Linked DNA regions of Sus scrofa: region 1 is linked to region 2. A link is a contact called in public HiChIP or PLAC-seq data. All regions are on one chromosome and are shown on one strand. The core of a region is the stretch at or near the end of the contact, and the rest is flanking DNA. Distances in the headings are between cores, read along the strand shown.

Evidence for each region. HiChIP or PLAC-seq counts read pairs in DNA pulled down with a chosen protein or histone mark.
Region 1: an H3K27ac HiChIP or PLAC-seq map of alveolar macrophages shows a contact between it and region 2. The contact joins two enhancer-like sites. A contact is called at or near these places in 1 of 47 Hi-C or Micro-C datasets (embryonic fibroblasts) and 1 of 2 datasets of contacts at active chromatin or transcription factors (alveolar macrophages).

What each region holds. Positions count from the first base shown.
Region 1 is chr14:56,598,467-56,604,504 of Sscrofa11.1, forward strand. LOC110256752 (a long non-coding RNA gene) reads left to right here and starts at 5,700. Exons shown (of 2, transcript XR_002338680.1): 1 at 5,700-6,038. Within about 2 kb of position 1,770, at least 36 of the 83 cell types and tissues checked have an H3K27ac peak or open chromatin away from gene starts, as enhancers often do. A contact at or near this core is called in alveolar macrophages, where this site is marked.
Region 2 is chr14:56,340,154-56,346,182 of Sscrofa11.1, forward strand. No RefSeq gene overlaps it. Among named protein-coding and RNA genes, the nearest start is that of IRF2BP2, 200 kb to the right of the region's middle. Within about 2 kb of position 4,763, at least 12 of the 83 cell types and tissues checked have an H3K27ac peak or open chromatin away from gene starts, as enhancers often do. A contact at or near this core is called in alveolar macrophages, where this site is marked.

The sequences.
Region 1 (6,038 bases), core at 520-3,019, 260 kb after region 2:
CGATCCTGGGATAAAAGATGGATGACTTGTGCAAATCCTCCTCGGCTTGAGAAGACGCTTTCAAACTCATTAGCCCACACTGAAACAAAGTGGGTGGGGTATAAACACGGCTTGGGCCTCTGCCTCCCTGGCCCCTGGAATACACTCGGGGCACTGGCTGGGGCAGCTCACAAAACATGCAGCCCAGGTGCACCCAGAGCTCTTGACACCTATACTGTCTCTGCCTTAAACAGCACCATTACTCCTTCTTTGAGAAAAGTGCTTCGTCATAGGCCTCCCTGGGAGGAAGGCAAGTGATGAATCTGTGACACAGAAAAATGACCTGATCTCTCCAAGGTCGTTACCGAAGGCCAAGGCCAAACCCAGCGGAGCAGGCTGTCTAGCTCGGAGTTTACCACCTGAGCCGCCTGGAGATGCTTTTCCGGTTGATGAGCTTAACTGTGGGAAGGCAGGCTCAGTACCCAGGCTTGTGGGGAAAGGGATTATGGTGTCTGAGAGCCCCGACCCCTCCCCTGCTCAGAGCATTCAACAATCTCTAGGCTCAATAACTTTTTTTTCTTCTCTCAGAGATGGAAAGTGCTGTAGTATTCCCCTTTGATGCTTTAAAAGTGTTGTGTGCCTTTTCCTCTCTCGTCTTTATATCCGGCCCTCTCCTTTCTCTGCGCTGCTTTTACACCCGTTTCCATAGTAACCACCTCTATTGTATCCCTGAGTGTGAAGAGAAATCTTGCAGATGTTATTTGGGATCCAACACCTTTCCAGGAGCTATTTTGACTCGCTGTCTCCTTATCTCCCGGCACTAATTTTCTTGCTTTTCTTCTCCTTCCAGCTGCCCCTTCCTACAGGCCCTTGAGGCTGGCTCCCCCTCCCCCGCCGTGTGAGTTTGGGGACGGTGGGGGGGGGGGGGAGCCGCGGGGGTGGAGTGGGGGGTGGAGCTGGAGAGGAGGCAGAAATCTTTAGGTCTCATTAGAAACCCGAATTCTTCCTGTGGCTTCTTTGGCACAACATGCTAAATGCAAAAGCTCTTGGGGGTGACATCCTGGACATGGAGGAAGGGGCGTTAGGGTCGCCATTCGCTGTTGGACAAGCATCTCACCTGAAGGTCTGCCAAAAACAGAGACCTCCTTGGCCCTCTTTGCTGAACCCCACCCAGGCCCCACCCACCTCCACCTCGGCCTCAGGACCATCTCTGTGCATTTGAATGTCTTCCTTCTGTGCATTTGCCCCGGAGAGACCAGCCATTGGTGTGGAGGGCAGGGCAGAGGTGCAAAATACAACACATGCCCACACATACCTATCAGGGCGTCGAAGACCCCCGCAACAAATGAATCCCCCACTTCCCTCCCATCGGGAAGGGCAAGAGGAACAGGGCTTCAAAGGTGACCTCCTGAAATGGTTTGAAAATTCTTTGCCCACCATTCCTCCTTGGTACTGGACATTATTCTTTTGATTACACAAGCCTGACAGCCCGATCATAATAAACACGTAACTGAAGGGAACCTATTCCTTTCCAGCGGCATTATTTATTCACCTAAAGCAAAGGCTGAGTTATATTTAGCATATGATGTCAGCGGGTTGTTTGGATTCTTGGAAACTGGCAGGAAGCCACCTCTCACATGATATATGAAATCACTGATAAATGCTTCTTTTCACCAAAAGAAAAACAGCTTAATAGATGCGGCCCTTTTCTGCTCCCCCCTCCTCCCCCCGTCTCCTCCACCATCCTTCCTCCTACCGCCTGCCCTTTCCTCGTCTGGGATTTGTCTTTCTGTGGCACAGCTCAGCGGAGCCTGTGAAGTGGAAATGAGTTGCTCAGTATCACAGATCAAAATGAGGCTGTTGGGATTCTCAGGATGGTTTTTTTCCTCTCCTAGATCCTGGAAGGCTGCCAAAGCGCCAGTGAATCAGACATCCACGCACAAAAAGGCAAATCTATACAGCCGTGGCTTTATGGGGCCCAGTATTTATGGCAGAGCACTAGCTCTGGGTTGCTGTTTTGCAGGCGAAGATGGGAAATAGATAGTGATTCAGGATTGCCATTAAGTGTGAAAACAGCCCCTGTACAGATTGTGTGTAATAAACCAAGTGCAGGGAGAAGCTGTAAGAAGCTCTGGATTTGCCACACTGGATCAGCCTTGGGGCCCATCAAGTTCAAGCTCCTGATTTGTGTGCTGGTTAATACCTGGTGCTTAGAACAAATCTTTCTTCTTTCCTGCTACCTTCCCCGTCATGCACTGGGTCTATCATATGAAGCTATTGGAGGGTCGGGTGGGGTTGTGCCTGTGGAATTAAGTTAATTCCTGCCCTCCTGCAGAGATCAGTTTATATGGCCTGAAGCACAAGATTTAATTACCCTTATCTTGGCTCCTATAAAAGCCAGCATCACTCTTGATCATGGATTCACCCAGCCCCTTCCACATTCAGCTGTAACATTTAACTTGGGGACCCCGGGCTGAAGCCAGGTGGGTTGTCTTCCCAGCTGTGAGAGCCTGGGAAGCAGCAGCTCTGATGGTGGTTTATTTACATGTCCTTGTCCTTCGTTCCCTCCAGTGGCCCCCTGTTCTGACGCTGGAAGTTACTGCAAAGACAAGAAAAGGGCTCCTTTCAGCCCATCAGCATCTCAGATACCTTCATTAAGCTCCTCCCTCTATCACACGCTCTGTCAAGCAATCCTGCCTCGTTGATATCCACCATGGATGGAGGGACTTGGAAGGTTTCAAATACCCCACCGTGACACTGGTGCCAATGGCCTTTCTCCTACACCGGCACCTGGGCCAAGCCCCTCGCTACGCTCATCTCCATCTCAGGTGGGAGAGAAAAACAAGATGGAAAGAGGAGGAAGCAGAGTTCCCTTGTTGCTCAGAGGGTTAAGGATCCAGTGTTTTCACTGCTGTGGCTCAGATTACAGCTGTGGCACAGGTTTAATCCCTGGCCCAGAAACTTCTGCATGTCACAGGTGTGGCAAAGAAAGAAAGAAAGAAGGAAAGGGGGAGAGAGAAAGAGAAAGAGGGATGGAGGGAGAGCAAGCAAAAATCCATGCTCTTTGTGTAGCCGCCTAAATGTCTTACTAGGGAGAAGATGAGATGGATGGGGAGATGAATAGATAGATAAACAGATGGACAGACGAATGGATGGGCACATACATCAATTCCTCCATCAGTAAGAAAATCCCACAAAATGAACACTGGTGGTAGGTTGAAATTGTTTTCGACTTGGCACTCAAATTAGCATTCATTTGGGGCTCCATAACAGGAAATGCAGGTGAGGGAAAGTCTTTCTTTTAATTGGAATTCTTTTTTCTTTTTTTTTTTCTTTCAGTGAATTTCATTATTTTTATAGTTGTGCAGCCATCATCACAAAATGTTCTGATTTTAGAACATTTCCATCCCAACCCCCCACCCCACCCCTGTCTACCCTTCCTTGCCCACCCCACCTGTTATTTTTTTATTCTTAAAACAAGAGGTTTTGAGCCCAGATGGCTTCTTATCTCCCTTCCAGCCTCTGACCTTTTAAGATTCTATAATTGTGTGATTCTGCAACTTCACAAGTCACCAAGAGTGAATTAACCCTCTTCCGAGAGGTTGTTGTTCTCTTCTCCCCCAAGGTGAGCTCTGTCTCAGACATAGGCATTCCCTACAAGGTGAGTGCCCCTTCCCTGGGCCCTGAAGGAGCCAATAAACACCCTTCCTCTGGGTGAGCATGTGCTCTCACTGAGAACACTGTTCACTTGGGCTCTCTGTTAAGGCCACGTCATGTTTATACTGATGATGATGAGCCCAGTTTTATGCAAGGAAGAGTTCTTTTGGCCCAAGCTTCTTGAGAAGCTGGCCATGATTTCCATCAGCCCCAGATCTCCCAGAGGAGAGTGCTGTGGCCTCTGCCAGAGTGACACGCAACAGCAGCAATCACCCATTGGCCCATCTCTGAAGCCTGGCCCAGGGTTTTCTGAGCACTGGGCTTCAGTTGTCATATTACCTCGGATTGGGTCTGGTAAGACCAGATGCAAGTCAAGGCAGAGAGGGATGGAGAAAATTTAAAGACATCCTTATGCTTCCTTGGAGAGAATGCAACATACCAAGCAGGGCCACATGGGGAAGCACCAGGGTCCATCAAGAGGCATAGAGAGATGGGAGGCCCTGTGGGTGAGAGTCTTATGTGGTTTCCATGAGAAGGAACGGGTAAGGCAGGGCAGTCAAGCTTAGATTTGTCTAGCTGTGTGTGAAAGTGGCACTCTGTGAAATTCATGTTCCCTGTGACTGTTAGAGTCTATAATTTAAGATGATCTGAGGACTCCAAATGTTTATGGGTGTATTAGCATTCTTCAAGGAAAGAGCACCAACTCTGACTGTGTGTGTGTGTGTGTGTGTGTGTGTGTGTGTGTGTGTGTGTGGTGTGTGTGTGTGTGGTGTGTGTGTGTGTGTATAGAGACAGAGAGAGATTGACTTTAAGGAAGCAGTTCATGCACTACTGGAGGCTGGTAAGCCCTGGGCCTTGCCTCTCCCTGCAGCATTTACTTGGTCTCACAGTGGGATCCCCTTTGCTCCATCCCCACATTACTTGCTGCATCACAATCTGCCAAATGTGGGAAACACAGTCACTTGATGAACCTGTACTGGGTACCTCTGTGCTGAGGGCCAAGAGCTGAGAGGTGAGGAAGGTGGGTCCCACCCACAAGGCACTCACAGCCCAACAGAAGAGGAAGACCTGCCAGCCTGATGGCAGGGCCATTGGTCCAGCTACCACATCAGGCCTCCAGAAAGTACCCTGGACCCAGAGAGTGAGGCATCACCAGCTCTGCCCCCAGGACAGCTCTGTCAGGCAGGAAGGGCTGACCATGAGCTGAGTAGACAAGTCCATGGATGGGAGAATGAGGGAAGGGCAGCCAGGCAGAGGGAGCAGCATGTGCAAAGGCACAGAGGCCTGGGAGCATTCCATGCTGCTCAGCTGGCATATACAGCAGATGGTGCTGAGGCCAAGAAGGCACAAAAGGTGAGTGGGAGAGATTGTCAGGAGCCTGACAGGCCTCCAAGAATGAGCTGGGATTTGCTGTCCTCAAAATCACCTACCTGGCCCTGGTGCAGTCTCACTGGTACTTCTGAAACTTTGGGGGCCATGCATGAAGGGCTCTGATATCCTCCAGGTAGTTACTGAGTCTTAGTTTGTGCTGAGCCCCAGAAAGGAGCCTTGGGGCACACAGAAATGGCTAGATATTGGTTCCTGACTTCAAGGCCCATATAGGCCAGGTGGGGAGCAAGGAACGTGAAACAGTAGAGGCCAAGAAGAATAATCAAACATCAGGCAGTGTGGCCTCCATCGTGAGGGTGGTGAGAGTAGTGAAGGAACAGGCCAGATGCTTCCACAGGCAGGTTATCAATCAGGAAAAGCCATCACTTCCTATTCTAGGCTGGGGAGAGCCATGTCTGCTGACCTTTCTAGGAGCATCGGTCCTTTTCCTTAGAGGACGCTCCAAACACAGCCTAACCAGCTCTCATCAGTGTGGAGACTCCCTTCCCTTCTGGTCTAAACCTGTCAGCTTCCCTTTATCCAAGCTGAGTGTTGCATCCTCAGCTGCATCTCATCTCTGTGCCTCACTGACTTTAGATCTATCTCGGGTTTCAGACCCTCCTACTTTGGGGGTTTGCCTAAAACCACCCCGCTCCTCTGCTGAATGCAGCCTGGGGCATAAAGATATTCTAGTACATGCTTGCAAAATGGAGATGTTGGAGTGTCTACTGCAGCGCAATGGGATAGGCCATGTCCCTGGAGCACTAGGACGCAGGTTCGATTCCCAGCCCAGTAGAGTGAGTTGAGGGTCTAGCTTGCCACAGCTATGGCATTGGTTGCAGTGGCAGCTCAGATGGGTCTGATCCCTGGCCCCGGGGAACTCCATATTCTGTGAAGCAGCCGAAAGAATTTTCAAAAATAAAAATAAATTATTAGAAAGAATGGAGATGTTCTCCGTGAGGCTTCTGTCACAAGCAGCCCTTTTTCTGCCAGAGCGGGGAATCTATCATGAGTTCCTTTTTAATGCACTTGTT
Region 2 (6,029 bases), core at 3,513-6,012:
ACTTAATTGATTTCTAGACCATGCAGGTGAATACATTTAAATTCAAACCTGTGTGAAGTGTGGCCTGTGGTTATGAAACTCAAGGTGACTTTTTTTCCCTGCCAGAGCTCCAAGTGCCCAGACAGCCAAAGTGTCAGCACCTGCCCTGCTGTTCAGCCTGCTCTGGTCTCAGGGATTTCCTTTGCTGATCTCAGCTGTGCTATTAAAACTGTGTTTGTTATTTTTGTAGGCATATCTAGGTATTTTGTGGCCGGAGGTTTTTCAGATTCTCCTTTATGATATTGCTACAAATGATAGTTCCTGTCATTCTGCATTTCTGAGCTCAGAAAAAGCCTTCTCACTATGGATTACATATTTTGAGATCTCTTTCGATGTTAGAAACATCTTTTGGAGGAGGCCAGGAGCCCTGACTAAATTCATGGCAGTTCTGTTGTGCTGATCAGAAAGTACTCCTCCTTTTTATATATGGCTGTTAGTTAGATGAGACTTTGATTTTGTTCTGCAAAAGAAAACAGCTAATGTACTCTTTGCTAAAAATGACTGGCGTGCACAAATGGCTGGATTTATTTAGAAGGAACATGTGAGATGTTTAAACAGATCTTGGGAATTTGAGGACGCTGGGAGGGTTGCTCAGCACTGAAGGGAAAACAGAGGGAGAAAGGCATTTCACATCCCTGGGCCACGCTTGTGCTCTAGCTTCAAAAAATGCAAGGATTTCTCTCTGTGCTTCCTTCCTTTTGTCATTGAATTTTCTGCCCCTTAATGATCTGCTTTACAGAAAATGAGAAAGTCTTTGCCCAAAGAAGCTCCAGAGAAGTGAAGTCAGATTACTGTAAAAGGCTTTGCGGCTGAGTCAGCAGGGAGGGCAGCTGGAGATCATTTCCTGTCTCAGCCTGGAGAAGGGCGCTACCCAGGAAAGGGATGTCTGAGCTGGAAGGACTCTAGTTGGTTCCTGAACCTCTCCAGGGACCTGCAAGGCTCACTGCATGGACTGTTCTGATAGCCAGACAGGAAAAATATAGCCCTGCGGACCAGGAAGGAAATTCATTCATTTGTTCATTCATTCATCACTCTTACTTCCTATTAAAGTGAGGGGGGGTGTCTGGGGAATTTAGGCAGGAAACTTTCAATATGAATAGATATATGCACTTAACTTTTGTTGTTGTTGTTGCGTGTTTTGCTTTTACTATTTTTAGAAACATTTATCGAAGTACAGTTAATTTTTTTATTGTTGCTTTTTGGTTTGAAAACCTTATTTGCTCTGAAGGCAAAACACTTAATGATGCTCAGTGGTTTTGTTGTTACTATTCTGTGAATGTGTTTTTTAGAAAAAAAGATGGTTCAGTGGCATGGCCTTTGCCAATGAGGGAATTCTGGGCCTATTCGTTCATTCATTTTTTTCCATTCAAATAGTATTTATCCAGCATTATGCTATGTAAGGCTTTGTACTAGTGCTTTTGGTCTAAAAAGGCAAATTATAAATGGTCCCTGCCCTTGGGAATCTCAAAGTCTAATGCCTTGAAAAGAGGCCAGGGAGTTCCCTTTGTTCCTCAGCAGGTTGACTCGTATCCATGAGGTTGTGGGTTTGATCTTCGCCTCACTCAGTGGGTTAAGTATCCAGCGTTTTGTGTAGGTCACAGATGCAGCTTGGATCCTGCATTCCTGTGCATGCACAGAAAAGGCTAAATGAGACCAAATTACTCTTCAAATAATCTAAGCAGAGATTCACAACGAATAGTTCCATAGCTTTTATTATTATTATTATTATTATGGTGATAAAGGAGACATAACATAACAACCGTTTTAGCCATTTTTCAGGGACGTTTTCATTCACGTTATTGTGCAACTACCATCACCATCCATTTCTAGAACTTTGTCATCTTCCCAAACTGAAACTCTGTCCCCATGAGACACCAGCTCTCCCTTCTCATCCTGGCAACCACCATGCTGCTTTCTGTCTCTCTGAGCTGGACTCCTCGAGTTACCCCTACAAGTGGAATCATGCCACATGGGTCCTTTTGTGCCTGGTGCATCCATAACTTTTTTAATCGAAGGAAACAGGCTTTACAGAAACAAAAACCTCAGCCTTGTCCCTGACTGATTCACCACTTGACTGGGCCCAGGGTAAGACAGTCAACTTTTCCTAATGCCCTCAGCTCTACAATAGCTCAACTGCTTTATAATCTTTTTTTTTGGAAAAGTCCATCCCAGTGCGTGATATTAATCAGTTCATGTCTGCTGACATTTTTATAGTGCTTAGGAGGCTGCCGCTCCCTGGAGACTCCACACAGCATCCCTCCATGGGTGGCGGCACAGTGAGGTCAGAAGCTCACAGGTGGGCCAGCACCTTGGCTCTGCAGAAAGCCTGCTGCTTCCATAGGCTGCACGTTTCCCAGGGCTTTGAGTAGAGAGCCCCACTGTTCCCAAAGCCCAGCTGCCTGCCAGAAACCCAGGCCCTGCGGATGTCCCTGCCCTGCCCTCCTCCCCCTCATTGACGTGAACTCTGAGCCGGGCTGTTTAGCATCTTTCCTCTGGAGCCAATCAGACACCTGCCAAAGAGCGCCATCTTTTGTGTCCCTTGCTATATTTGAGATCTTTCATGCATTGGGAGTCCTCAGTGGGGTTAGAGAAAGACCTGAAGTCAGGAGGAGGACTGGGTCAAGTTTCCAATTGTATTTCTGGGGCAGTTGGATGTGAAGTGACATGTGTAATTTACAGTGGGCATGGTTTGATGCCATTTTCTTGGGGTTACTTTTTTTGCATATTCTTTTCCACAATGGTTCATCCCAGGATATTGAATATAGTTCCCTGTGCTCTGCAGTAGGATTTTGTGGTCTATCCGTTCTCTATATAATAGTTTGCATCTGCTCATCCCAACCTCCTGCTCCACCCCTCCCGCAATGGGGTCTGATATTTTTTTTTTTTTTTTTTTTTTTTTTTTTTTTGTCTTTTTGCTATTTCTTTGGGCCGCTCCCGCGGCATATGGAGGTTTCCAGGCTAGGGGTCGAATCAGAGCTGTAGCCACTGGCCTAGGCCAGAGCCACAGCAACTCGGGATCCGAGCCGCATCTGCAACCTACACCACAGCTCACGGCAACACCGGATCCTTAACCCACTGAGCAAGGGCAGGGACTGAACCCACAACCTCATGGTTCCTAGTCGGATTCGTTAACCACTGCGCCACGACGGGAACTCCGGGTCTGCTTCTTATTCCACCAGAATATAAGATCTACACAGGCTGGTCTGATCACTGTTGTATCCTTAGCCCAGAAGACAGCCTGGAACCAAGCATGAATATCTCCTCCAAGTAGGAGGAAACATCCCGTTGTCAGGATATTTGCTACATCAAGCAATACACAGAAAACAGTGTTATTAGAAACCAGAATATGAGACCATTAATAAATTCACTCATGCTACTTAATCAAGAAATATTCCCACCTATCTCTCTCTGACTGACTTCCTTTGGTCTGAGAATCTCTAGTTGCATCCATGTTGCTGCAAATGCCAGTATTTCCTTCTTTTTCATGGCTAAGTAGCACCTATATGTGGGATATAAAATATGGCACAAACGAACCCATATAGAAAACAGAAACAGACTCACGGACATAGAGAATAGACTTGTGGTTGCCAAGGGGGGGGGAGGGAGAGGGATGGACTGAGAGTTTGGGGTTAGCAGATGCAAACTATTACATTTAGAATTGGTAAGCAATGAGGACCTACTGTACAGCACAGGAAACCATGTCCAATCTCTTGGGCTGGATCATGATGGAAGGTAATATGAGAAAATGAGTGTATATATATGTATTACTGGATGACTTTGCTGTACAGCCGAAAATGGCACAACATTGTAAACCAACTATACTTTAATAAAAAAATACATAAAAAATAAAGACACCGGAGTTCCCTTCATGGATCAGTGGTACGAACCCGACTAGTAACTATAAGGACAGGGGTTCAATCCCTGGCTTTGCTCAGTGGGTTAAGGATATGGCGTTGCCATAAGCTGTGGTGTAGGTTGCAGACATGGCTTGGATCTGGCATTGCTGTGGCTGTGGCTGTGACAGGCAGCTCTAGCTCCAATTTGACCCCTAGCCTGGGAACTTCCAAATGCCTCAGGTGTGGCCCTAGAAAGACAAATAAATAAAGAATAAAAAAAAAAAAGATACATAACTTTAAAAAGGAAATATTCCTGCCTATTCTAACTCTTTCAAAAACTAAAATAGAAGGAAAAAAAAACTCATTCTCTTTAAAAAATTTAATGAGTTACTTTATCCTAAAATGATATTACTAATTACCTTTCTTCTTAACACATTTCATTTCATTTCTTAACACAATCTTACGGATGTGTCAATGAAACATAGAATCAAAAAAGGTACTTAATTGCTTGAGTTTTCAGGATGTTTATCTCTATTGGTTCTCTGGTGTAGTTAAATGCTAATATTGCCACGGAAAATTGATGCAACTTTGGTGAAGCAATTGCTGTAACAGCGCCTCTGTGTAACATTTCCTTGTATAGGATTTTGAAAAAAAAAAAAAAAAAAAAAAAAAAAAAAGCTTAGGTCTTGGAAAATATTAGAAAAGTGCCTCTCTGCTGCTTACCATATAAGCACACAGCTTTCATTCCCCAGTGGACTCTGATTGGTTTTGACTGGGCACTTCCTCATTTGTCCCTGAGGTTCGGGGCCTCACTTCTGTTTTCTGACCACTGGACAGCCCTGTTGTCTTCGTGGAAGTCAGGCAGTGGGAGGTGACAGGGTCCTCGCTCACTCCTGTGGCCCTCACCCTGATGCGAAGTCCGTCTCCAGCACCCTCCTCACAGATGGGGCCTTGGAAGCTGTGTGGTCCGGCAGAGCAGGGGTTAATGAACTGCTCAAAGATGGATCTTCCTTTCCACACGTTTCTCTCCCAGTGTCACTGGGGACCACTCAAACCCTCTCTCCTTGCTCCTTTCCCCTTCTTTGGAGGGTTATCAGTGCACACCCCACTGCGCTCAGCCGCAGGGCTGCGCAAGAAGGCAGCCCCTCCCACCAGGCCCACCCCTCGGTGGGGGCTCGTGTTGGGTTCCACTGAGCACCTCTGAGCTGGGTGCTGGAGGGGGACTGAGGTGAAGCTAGGATCGGGACCCTCCCCAGCACAGAGATTCCTGGTGATGCTGCTGGGGAACTGCTGGCCATGACAGTCTGTCTGCAAGGCCACTTTTACCCTCAGAGCATCTTCTGAGGAGGTGTTACATGGCCCAGGGAGCTAACTGCTCTGACAACTCTAGTTTCTCCATTGGCTTCCTCCACGGCCTGCTCTGGGCTGGAGGCTGGATCAGGCCCTAGTGGATATACAGTTTGGTTTGGAGGGCATGTCTGTGTGGAATCAGGGCACAGATTTGTAGGCTTATGGCCCCAGTATCCTAGCCCTACCTTTCATCCTTTGTAACCCAAAGGTGTCCAATGCTATCTTTTAGTGATTGCATTACTTAGGGAACAAATAAACCCTATGATTTCAGAGCCTTAAGATGGATAGTTCTGGAGTTCCTGTCATGGAACAGCGGAAACGAATCCGACTAGGAACCATGAAGTTGTGGGTTTGATCCCTGGCCTCAGTGGGTTAAGGATTGGGCATTATCATGAACTGTGGTGTAGGTTGCAGATGTGGCTCAGATCCCCAGTTGCTGTGGCTGGTAGCTGGAGCTCCCATTGGACCCCTAGGATGGGAACCTCCATGCACCTTGAGTGTGGCCCTAAAAAGCACAAAAAAAGGACTGATGGTTCTGGCCAGTTCAGGGCTGATTAGGGAAGCTCAGCTCCTTCCAGCTTATGGCTTTGTTACCCCCTGGAGCCTTGGGGACCCCTGCACGGAAGGAGAAGGTGACAGGCTATATCTTACTACATCAGCCTGAAATCGCTTCCATTCAAGGTTTTTTGCCCTGGAGACCTGGGGTATGGAACCCCCTATAGTGGGAAAGGGAGCGTGTGGCTGGACAGTGTCTCTAGCGTGATAATGGGCTAAGCTGCTACAGCCTCAGTTTCCTTATCTGTT